Linked DNA regions of Pan troglodytes: region 1 is linked to region 2. Evidence: chromatin contacts called from public HiChIP or PLAC-seq data. All regions are on one chromosome and are shown on one strand. The core of a region is the stretch at or near the end of the contact, and the rest is flanking DNA. Distances in the headings are between cores, read along the strand shown.

Region 1 (5,728 bases), core at 2,472-4,971, 490 kb after region 2:
GATAATGATGTGTCAATGTGGGCTCATCATCCGTAATAAACGTACCACTCTGCTGAAGGATGTTGAAAATGTGAGAGGCTATGAATATGTAGGGATAGGAAGTATCTTTATCTGCTCAATTTTGCGGTGAACCTAAAACTGCTCTAAAAAATAAAGTCTATAAAAAAAATACTCTGGGCTGGAGAAAGGAGGAGAAGAAAATGATAAACATTGTAAGGTCTCCCCAAAAGATGGCCTTATTCCTTCATCCCTAGGGAAACAACCTCTAGGGAATTTCAGAATCAGAGAAAAGATGCCCAGTTCCTGCTCCCATTGAAGCCCAGGAAGACAACAAGATTCCCTTCATTCTAGGGAGAAAAGCATGTTATCTTTAGTCAAAGATGTCTGAGCTCTTCTGGGTTCCCTGTAGCCACAGGGTGGTACAAGAGGGCACTTTTCTTACATCCCTTAGAGACAACAAACAGTCCTAAAGTCGTCTTGCCAGCACACAAAAAGGAGTGATATCACCAGACAAAAATGAGATGTCATGTGTCTCAGATGTTTGGAGTGGATACAAATATCACTGAGAATATGGAGAGATGATGACAAAGGACCAGACGTCACAGTCCTCTGAAGCCTGTATTCTACATAAAACTGCAAGAAGAGTCATGTGGGGAGAAACTACAAATGGATCTAAAAATCTCAACTTGAATAAGAAAACCTTAAGTTAATAGAAAAAAGTAAAAATAGAACATTAATATTTACCTCATTTAGCTGGTGGAAGGATAAAAATATGTAAATGTGGGGAAAAAAACTCATGGTTGAAATGGATTTGTCAGAGGCTACTTCAGTTTTTCTAAAAGTAATGTTTCCATTAAATGAAGAATTCGCACAATATTTAGAGAGAAAATTTAATTATACCAGACTGTTAAATTCCTGTTTTTCACAGTTCAAAATGCCATTTTGTAATAAAGATATTTTACAAATTCTGTGGTTAAAATATTCCACGTTTTGTGATTAAGCCTCAAATTTAGAAACATTGTAGTCAATGAGCTTCGTAGAAAAGTCATTTCTTTTTCTCACTGAATTTTAGGAAATATTTGGGAAAAATATGTAACTGTAACAATCAAATGTAGCACATTCAGAGCTATAGTCTTCTGTAAGGGCTTGCCTGGACTTGCTAGGCTCTGATCTCACCTGGGTTTCATTGTTCTTTTTGACTCAAAGGAATGTAAATATTCTCTAACCTTCTAGTCCTTACCTTGAAAAATAACACAGCATTTACATATTCCCAAGTACTTCTGTAACCAAATCCACTCTCTCCTCTTTGTATAAGGCTTCTTGTCACTAAATTATGACTTATAGCCAAGGCATCAAAGTTTAAAGTCTATATTTTGTCATTGATTTGTACAAAGTGGTTAATACCAGCCAAAAATAAATCTTAATGAATTTTGAGTCATTATTATCATTGCTTCAATGATATCAATGCCTTTTAGTGGATTCTGAGGGGAGAAAAGGCAATAGAAAAAAATGAACAGATTAAAGTACTATTAAAATATCAGTCAATTATTAATTGATCAGTCTATAATTTGTTCCCTGTAATATAAAGTATTTGGAATAGAACACCTTAAGATTTATTCAGGTGCAGATGTTTCAAGATTACATAATTTGACTATCAGATGGTTCTAGTCATAATCGTAAATACAATCAAATTATGGTGAAAATGAAAGAATTTTTTTTGGCATCCGGAGGAATATAAAAAATAAAGTTGGCTATAAAAATAACTAGTCAGAAGAATTTCTATGACTATGGAAGCAAATCTTTTTAGTCCTTATGTAAATTTAATTTCCTTCTGGCTTTCTTCTAATAATGGGAAATTTATATGCATTTGCAAATAGAATATTGGTATGCTTCATTGACATTTAATGAGGTCTAACATGGTCACACTGTGCACTTCTACAATCATTTCTGCCTCTACATGATACTAATTGGATCTTTTCCAAAACACATTAGGCCATTTATGCTATTTGTTGTCTTAAAATGTTCCACTGCCAATTATCTCCAAAAATTTGCTCCAGAGTTTGCTTCTGATTACAGCCATTAAATGTACTTTAACATTTTAACTTTTCAGTAAAAGAGAAGGTCCTTGTTTTGCTATAAAATTTTCCAATTGCAAATCCCTTCACAAAGTTAAAAAAATTGATTATAAATAAATCCATTTATAATTTCTTTCTTGTCCTAAGCAAAATAAAACTCAGGAGGCTGCAGAAATCATGCTGTGACTCTGAGGAGACAAACATGAGAAGCAGAGTTGGGGATTGAGGTGAAAAAGAATTCTAAATATTTAGAAACAGCTGCTATTTAATATCTCAAGAGATGTTATTTTGATATACAAATGTATTTTCTGAAGCAGCAGAATCTGAGTACTAAAGTCACACTGTCTGGGACTGAATTCTGTTTTCACCACTTTTTATACATACAGTAAAAGCTCTCTGATTAATATCCATTTTTCTCTTTAGGATTTTGCCACGTTTTGATTCATGAGCAGAAACCAAACTATAAATAGCAGGATGCAAATTTTGTTTCAAAATATATAATATGTAGTCTTATAGACTGTAAATATGTACACTCATCTCTTTCATTATTATTTGGCTAGCTGACAATAGGTAGACACAATCACAGTTTTATCCTTATTACTATTCTCACAAGTTTTAGTCACACCCACTAATAGAATACTTTCAGCTATTAAGGCTGTAACTGTTGATCCCTTTATCTGTCAATCAATATTTGGCTTCATCTACATATATGGTAAGACCATTATTTTAAAAAGTGAGGATGGCTGTCATGAGAATATTGGAGTCTTACTTGCCTACACTCAGAACCAGAACTCTCTCCACTGGGAAATGTCACCATAGAAGATCAGTTGGCTGCAAAATTATTGTAAAGATGAATTTGATCTCCATTATCCCTACTACAGTTCCTTCCTGGTTCCTCTCTTAAGTATCTCTCCTTAAGAATCTGATGCATATTCTAAAGATCAACTAGATTGCCCCATTATTTTAATGCCTACCTGCTTCCTCCTTTGTCTATTCATGCTGTTTTAAAAGGGCATTTCAGTCATTGTGAGACAGACGCATATTTTCCAAACACAGAGGTTTAGATCTGTAATAAAGTTTAGAGGACAATTTTCTTCCGTCATCACTACACAGGATGTTAGATCCTAGAGAGTTGACGCCTACCTGCCTTACTCATCTTGGATTCCCCAGAGTTTAGCTTAGCGCCGGGCAAATAGAAAGGGTTCAAAGTTGGTTGTTAAATTGAATAAATGTGGTCAATGATTAGCAACTTAGCGCACTGGTTTAATTAGACCATATAACAAATTACTGAAATCTCCTGTTCATAGATGTGTCTTCCCAACTAGACGCCACGTTCCCCAAACGTAGAAACCTCATTTTTTCTCACCAACCCCAGCGGGAGTCTTGGCATAGATAATTCGTACTTGATAGCTGTCTTACTTAACCGAAATTCAATAGTTATAAATCAGTATCGGAAAGTAAAGCGTGAAGGAGAAACTATGAGAAATGTAAAGGATATAACAGGATTGGTTTGCTGGAAAGACAGAAGAAAACTAATGATAAAGCAGTGTTGCAATTCCTGCTTCTGGAGCACCAATTAAGCTTTTCCGCGCTCAGGTTGCCTTAGCAACTTTAGAGCGCGTCCGCCCCAGCCCCGCCCCCGGCCTCGCCCCGAGCTTCGCCCCAAGTCCATCTCGCTCATCCGACTACCCCATAACCTTACTTCCGCCCCAACCTGCCAACTGGAACCTAGGGTCCTACACTCTATGCCCACGCTTATTCTGCCTGACTAAAAATATGGTAGCAAATTACCAAAGTTAGAAAGATATCTTATAAATATAATCCGTACTTTTTTCTTAGATATATAAACGCAAAAGCACAAGATATTTGTAATTTAAAAGCGCTACCTAGCATGAGCTCTTAGGGCCAATTTTCAGGCAGTGCGTTGGATAGCAACAACTTCGGAGGTCCCCAGTTTGCAGAGGGAGACGTGGACGTGAGTGGAGCGGGGCGGTCCCCAGCACACTAGAGGAAGTCGTGCTACCCCCGGGGAGTTGTCGTGTGTTCTAGATTCATTCCGGCACCACCATGTAAGTGTTTGCTTACCGACTGCCTTAATTCCTGGTCCAGCTGCCCGACCCTGACTCTCTCCCGCTCTTTTCCTCAGGTCGAAGGTTTCCTTTAAGATCACGCTGACGTCGGACCCACGGCTGCCGTACAAAGTGTGAGTAGCTCGGCCGAGATGGGCCTTTTGGGGCCGGACAAGACGGGGCTGGGTTGGGGATGATCCGAGCCTTTCCAAGAACTACCCCACGCAGTCTTCATCTCTTCACTTCATCTACTTTGCTGGCTCGCGCCCTTCCAGGAGCCTTTCCCACCGGAGCCTGCGAGGAGAGGTCCGTACTTGCTCGCTAAGTGTCAGCTTGGCAGCTTGGCCCCGTCACGAGGGTGTGGGTATGTTTCTGATTAGTGACCTCCCCTCGGAATTCATTTGGTGGGCAGGTGGCGCGGGAGGACAGGTGGACCAGGTTCTGGTAATTTGCTGGGATTCTTAAACAGTCCCCATCTGCTGGATATTAGAAAAGCGTTTCACCGCTTTGGCCAGCTGGTTGAGGAAGTTAAGGAAGACATTCCATCTTGATAGTCAAGACTTTGAAATTACTTGAACATTTGTTATTCCGCGGCTTCTGAGTTTCGTTGTGTATGAGTAACTCAGCAATCGGGCATCACAAAGTAATGAGACTCAGATCACACCCTTCCTATGCTGGGATTTAATAGAGTATTTAGTAGGAATGGGAAATGCAGATAGGGGATAGTTTATCCATGTGGGGCCTTTACTTATCCTTCGCAGTTGAGTGATAGATTTTAAGTAAACACTCTTGAGGTTATTGCAGTTGGAAGTAGCATGAAATGTAGCAAAGAACAGGATTACAATAGAATTTTTTGCAGAATTAATTAGTACCTTGGCCTACCTAGCTGACTGATAAATTTCAATGATTTACCAATCCATGATCCATACAACCTCTCAGCCTTTTCCTCCCTTGATCTTTTCATCTCCAAAATATCCTTGTTACACTTTATCTCAGGTGTTCATGGTTGCAGCCTAGAACCTTAAGATTCCAATAATTGCTCCATCTCTGACATTTCGTTTACAGGCACTCTTATGGATAAATACATTCTCTCCTACCTGATTTACTATAATTTCTCATCTACAACGTTTCATTTAATCCGTTAATCACAGTGATTTTTTATCTGTAGCTGTCCCCACTTCTATTCCTTACCTTACTCCTTATATAGTTAAGAGTCCATTGGTCCACCTTTAAATCATTCTCATGCAAACACCCTCAACTCTGGTGGCCCTGTCTCTCCTCTCAGCATATTTTGGTTAGTGAAACACCAACTCTGAAACCAGCTGTTTGTATTATCTGTACATAGCTGACTGCCCCTGGAGAAAATAACAGACTGGAGGGTTTACGTTAAATTCATGACTACAATTAATAGTACCTAGTACTTAATACATTCTTCAAGTTTGCTCATTTTCCTCCTTATTCTCAGAAAAGATTGTTTAAAAATTTCAAACTTTCCACAGCTGCTGTCTCCCTTGCTATCAAGCCATCAGAGGGAAATTCTATCATCTTTACACCAATGTAAACCTACCACTACATGGATAAATC
Region 2 (5,908 bases), core at 2,133-4,632:
TCATTTTTAATGAGAACCAAATAATCATGGTGGGGTTTCCATAGGCATTAAAGAGGTCAATAACACTGGTTCCAATTGAGTCTAGGCAATTCAATTTCTAAAGTCAAAGTGCACATTAGAATTTGATTTCATAAGCTATATGGCAATGATGGTTTTGGAAAAAGGAAAATTTAATAGTTTATTGTATTTTCCCTTTACCTGACATTATTTTCAAAAATACAACAATCATATTTTCATAAAATATTCAGTCCCTAATTTTATAGTTCTAGCTACTGCTTAGTATTTCTCATATATCTATCTTTACTTATATATCTATACTAACTTTAAGCACTGATAGTTACAATACTTACTATTGAACAAATGTGTGCATATTTTTATTTTTGTTCCAATATATGCATCGATCAGAAAAGAGAAATTATTTCAGTTTTCAGCTGCTAACTATAATGCTGATCATCTGAACTGTTATAAATAATCCTGGCAATTAAACATGCAGGTATAAAAATATAACAGACTATTTCCAAAAATATACACTTAAAATTAGTTTTAATTCAGTGGGGTTAAAATCAGTGCATCTTAAAGGGGGTTATTATATTTCAATACAAATGTAATTGTCTTTATCACAGGGTATGCTGATAGCATTTGACTAGATGATCAGATGTTTATTACTTTGAAATCATAAAAGAAAAATTAAAAATAATGATTGTCATTGTTTCTATCTTTCATCTACAGTTCAGAAACAGCAATTTTTCTAAGCTTAGTTATTACAGTGAAGTTTATAACAACATCTAGTTCACAAAAATATTGATAGACACAGCCATCCAAATATTGAAAAATAGCCAATCTAACTTCCAGATTCCTTACCAATTAAAATGATGTAATAGTTTATAAACATAAGTTGTTGTTTTTTAATATTTATTTAGCTTTGGATTCCTAAATGAGGATGTTGAAACAGGTAACTTTTCAGTCCTATAGATGGCTGTAGTTCTCCATGGAGCATAAGTTAGAAAGTTAGTTTGAAATGTGTGTATAGAATAAGACATTAAAATTTCCGCTAATGAGAAAGAATATAAGGATTGCTTCTGTTATTTCCTATTAATACACAGTATGAATCGATTAAGGTTATTTTATATGAAAAGTTATTTGGTCTCTTACCGGTCTAATAATTAAAATAGCTATAAAATTCAAAGAGAACTTTAACTCTGTCATAGACTTTTTAATGCAGTTTTATCTTGACCTTTTGGAAATAAGTGCAACAGAAAAATAAATAATATAACCATTACAAAATTTTAAAGGTTATAAGTAATGAAAATCTATTCCGACTCATATATCTTTCAGAATGACCAGTGAGCAAGTAAATTGAAATTGATCTTATTGCTTTTTTTTTTCCCCCTTAAACATTTAAGAAGGATGTTTTCTGGACAATAGTGTCCAGGTGAATAAAAAAGTAGGCGCTACAAATGTAACTTTAAATAGCAAACCCAACACAATGATGAAGATTTCAACATTTTAACATCTCCACCCACTCTTACTCTCAATGTCTAATTTAGAGTTTTACCAAAAACACCCCAAACCAAAAAACCCTCCAGTAAACCTTTTGCTTAAAGAATTTGTAATATTCTTTGTGCTGTGATTATGTACTGTGAAAGGAAAGGCAGAAATTATATGAGCTCTGAGAGGCGGTGTTTTATTAAAACTGAAAAAGTTTTACAAGTCTGTCTTTTTTTTTTTTTTTTAATAAAACAACTAAAGCTTCCTTCTGTCTCCTCCTACTCCTTTGGCTTGGTGCTTACTCCTTAAGCAACTTGCTGCATTTTCTAGCTATGGAATTTCACTGGGAAGGGCCTCCCTAAGAAGCCATGTGAACAGGGATACACCATAGTGGATACACCATAGTGAATGCAGGCAGACAAGATAAGAGATCCCTTTCCTCAGCTCTCCTAAATCCTCGATGCCTTTCCAGTATTCTCTTGTCTCTAGTCGCAAAAGACAGCTGACTTCACAGCTGGAACAACAAGTTGTGCAGTGAATCCCAGTGATTTAACCAAGTAGCAAACCGGGTCATTGGCTTCATTGGCTTCATTGGAATCTCGGTTGCCAGGCGAACTAGGAATCACTAGCCTGGGTCGGGCAACACGGATAAAAGTGTTTCTGTTTCTTGACAGAGAATGAAAACGACGCAGAATGTAATCGATCGGTAGAATATTGATCACTCTCCTTCCTTCGTTACCCTACTTTAAGTGCCGGAGAGCTAAGGCCTCACTTATATGCACCCAGATGCCCCCGAGATCTCCATTTTCCCCAAATGCATAAAAGGCTAAAAACGGCCACATTCCCCAGCACCACGGCGTGGCTGCAGCTCCTTTGTTTACCATATAAGTCACACCGGGGGTTCACTCCTCGCCCTCTCCCCTGCTTTAAAGCCGAGTGCGGCGGAAGACTGAGGAGCACCCCCAAACTCCTGCTCAGCCCGAGTCAAGCACCGAAAGCTTCACAGGTTTTTTTCCTGAGCCTTGAAGAGAAACCACATAGCCAGAACCTTTTGAACTCCTAACCCCGCGGGGATGTCCGCCTCCCAGAAGAGAGCCGGCTTCCCAGGCAGCTTAGGAAACTTAACCGAGATCCCAGAAAGAAGGCGAGGTGTAGCTCCGGTCGAACGGAGCCCCGAGGCGACATCCTCTTTACCTGCAAAGTTGCAATCTTCGGGCTGAAGTGACGGGATCCGAGGACGGACGGCGCGGGTGCCGTGCGGGGTGAGAGCACGCCCGGCAAATTCCAATGGAATTCCCTTAGTCGCTGCTGAGTTTTGGAGCATTCCAAGGAAAACGAACGAAGCTGGAGCCCACGCAGCTGGCACCGAACTGGGCGGAGTGAGGATGCTCTGAAAGCGAAGCCATGGGAGGCGGGGGAGGGGCGGCCCGGGAGGGGGAGGTAACCGCCAGGGGAGGAGAACCTCTCCCACCCCCGCCTGCACCGATCCCTCTGGATAAAGTTAAGAGTTCCCACGGCTGACAGCGGATGAGCCCAGAGAAAGGCACCCCGCCCTCCGTCCCTGGTGGCTGCCGGGCTCGGGGTCCGCACAGACCGCGCTGGAAAGGGATAGTCCGGGAAGATGCGCGTCCCACGCACCACACTGCTTGGAGGTGGAGGAGACCCGCGCGCTGGCAGGAGCTGACGCTGCGTCCCCAGCTTGTCCCCCTCGAATAGCCTCCACCTACCGGGGCCAACTGCTTGAGGTCAGCCAGTGGGCAGGGGAGCTCACCACCAGCCAGCCGTCATCCAACCAAGTCGGTGGCGAGAATCCACCCTGTGGTCCTGGATGCAAGCCAGACACACCTCCAGGCTTAGGGCGGTCTCTGCAGGCGTGTTGGACTTCAGTGCGCTCCGACACCCAGCTTTTGAATGCCCTGCTCCCAGCCCGGTAAACAAGCACCCATGAGGCCCGCCGCCCGACCGGAAAAAAGTAGTCCCCTGCAACTCTCAAAGCTTCTCCCACTCCCGCTTCTCTGGGCGACTGGCACCCCCTCTCCTGTCCTCAAGGTGTCAGACTTCCCTTGCAAGAGCTGGAGGATGCGGCTTGCCACTAGTGTCAACAATCAAAACAGTCGCAATGAATAAATGATGAGCCACAGCGTTCCAACCACCCTCATCCAGCTTGGTCTTTCCAAAAGGCATAGGAAATCAGCAAGTTTCCACCAAATATACCAAAACCCTAAGACGCGAGCCAGCCCAAGGGTGCAAGGTTCTGCGGCTGCAGGTGATGTGCGTGTGTGCGAGTGTGTGCGAGTGTGTGTGTGCGCGATACTGGTACCATCTTACTGAGAGTGAGATTTCAAGATAAACGTTATCTCTTGTCCAATCTCTTTAGTGTTCACATATGAAAATAAGATTAAAGTACAGAGAGGAATACACACACACACAAACCACACACACACTATTGGCAAAGTTGGCAATAACACTTGCTGTAACTGCAACACGGTGATTCCCAGCTTGTCACTCGGAAAGTCTTAATTGGTTGTGACCCCATGACCCAGAGAAAGATAGAGTTCACGTGTAAGATAGAGAGTGGAGCCCTTGAGGAATCCTAGCTGGCAATTACCCTCCTCGAGACTCTGTTTCTACCTGATTGCCGTTATTTTCTGAAAGCCCTGAGGTTAGCTGCTGGTCTCTGATTGTGTCCCAGCAGACGCCTGATTCAGCTTCCAGTCTGCGCAAAATCTTAGGAGAAACCGTTTTCTCCTGTCCCAACCACGTTGTTACACCTGGGAAGCTGTGCTGTGCCGACTGCAAGGAGGACCAGTTTCTTCCCATGGAATATTCCCAAGGAATATAAAGTGACAAACTGGCATCCATATTCAGACTCTAAAGCACAAAATTAAAGAATTTCCTTTTTTATCTTCCCCTACCCACTTCAGAGTTCACATGAGTTGAGGTTTTTGTAAATAGTTTTCACATGAGTAAAGAGGATATTACCAGAGATCACACTGGGGTAACTGTGCATGCTGCTTTTTTTTTTTAAGTCACTTTTCTTATTTGTTAATTTATCTTTCTCCCTGCCTAACTGCTCCTCTGTGGGTTTGTTCCCAGCTCAGCTAGACCCCTATTCTAAATTTCTGAGAGCACTACCTCTAGTCCTTCCCAAAATACTAAGATACATTGAGATAAACCTGGTTTCTACAATGCTTCTGCAGTAAACAAAGGAGAGAACGACAGAAGGCTTTTTTCCTTCCTTGAATCTCTTTTTACTCTTTACTACAAGAAGAATATATTGACAGGTTTAAACAGTTCTTTACTTTTCTTAACATTAAATGATGGCTTTTAAAAATATGCAAAATGTATCTATCAGTAGACAAGGTAATAACTTTATAATAAATTCAAGTCCACTTTCTAACAAGGGAGGGGAGACTGTAAACATATATATGGAAATCTATTTTATTTAATGGAACTATAAGTATTTTTGTGACATTTATTGACAATGTTTCTTCTCAGCCTGAAAAACAAAATTCTACATATTGTGTTTGAGTTTATATCTTTGAGATCAACCCGTGGTAGATAGAATTCCACATACTGAAATGAGTATAGGTCTTTATAATGCATATTAAAATACATGCAAGAGAAAAGCTGATCAGTGACAAACTTGTCCATTGTTTAGAAGTGATGAACTTTACTTTGCAACCTTAGCATCTGTACCAAGTTAGATGCTCCTGCCCTCTAAGGATTTGTTCTTTATAGCAAATGTTATCTCTGTCATGATGTCAGCAAAGAGATATTATACCAATTTTTTCTAATTTGTTATTTCTTTCCATAAAAAGGTGCCTATGAAACTGCAATAAATATGTAACAGAAAAGAACACCAAGGAGAGCACTATATATGTCAGCCATCTGAGCAGGCTGTATTCCCATGGAAAGAAGAATTTGTGTTGATCACTGAGCCTCCTTTTCAACAGTTTCATGTGATTATTGATTGCTGGTCTCAGGTCTCCTACAAAATGATTAGCAATTACAGGAAAATTATTTGAAATCTGTTTAAACAATCTGGTGAATTGCATATACTACAGTCATTAGCAATCCAAAGAGTTTATTTTTAACAATTTAAACATACGAGTTTGGCAGCATTCTACGAACCTGCACTCCACATAAAATGCAATTCATTGAAGTCAAAGAAATTTACAATAAAATGTTATATGCTATCTAGAATTTATTTTTAGTACCTTATTAAACAGAACAAGAAAGCACTCATGTTTCCAAATTAGCAAGAGACAAGTGACCCAAGAAATGATAGCAGTAAAACAATTCTCTGTAATGTCTATTTATAGTTAAAGTATACTGTAGAATTGGGATCACAATTGTTTTAGGAATACAATTTTCAATTTACTCCTAAAGGTTATTGTTCTGTTTAGGAACTGACATG

The links. HiChIP or PLAC-seq counts read pairs in DNA pulled down with a chosen protein or histone mark.
Region 1: an H3K4me3 HiChIP or PLAC-seq map of stem cell-derived excitatory neurons shows a contact between it and region 2, with 5 times the contacts expected there. The contact joins the promoter of UFM1 here to the promoter of TRPC4 in region 2. A contact is called at or near these places in 1 of 7 Hi-C or Micro-C datasets (stem cell-derived neural progenitor cells) and 1 of 1 datasets of contacts at active chromatin or transcription factors (stem cell-derived excitatory neurons).

What each region holds. Positions count from the first base shown.
Region 1 is chr14:37,463,020-37,468,747 of NHGRI_mPanTro3-v2.0_pri, forward strand. UFM1 (ubiquitin fold modifier 1) reads left to right here and starts at 3,722. Exons shown (of 6, transcript XM_001149496.8): 1 at 3,722-4,144; 2 at 4,222-4,278. The coding sequence starts at 4,143. LOC104001824 (a long non-coding RNA gene) reads right to left here and starts at 4,291. Exons shown (of 7, transcript XR_008538783.2): 1 at 4,161-4,291.
Region 2 is chr14:36,976,439-36,982,346 of NHGRI_mPanTro3-v2.0_pri, forward strand. It overlaps TRPC4 (transient receptor potential cation channel subfamily C member 4), which reads right to left and starts at 3,383. Exons shown (of 11, transcript XM_509635.6): 1 at 2,683-3,383.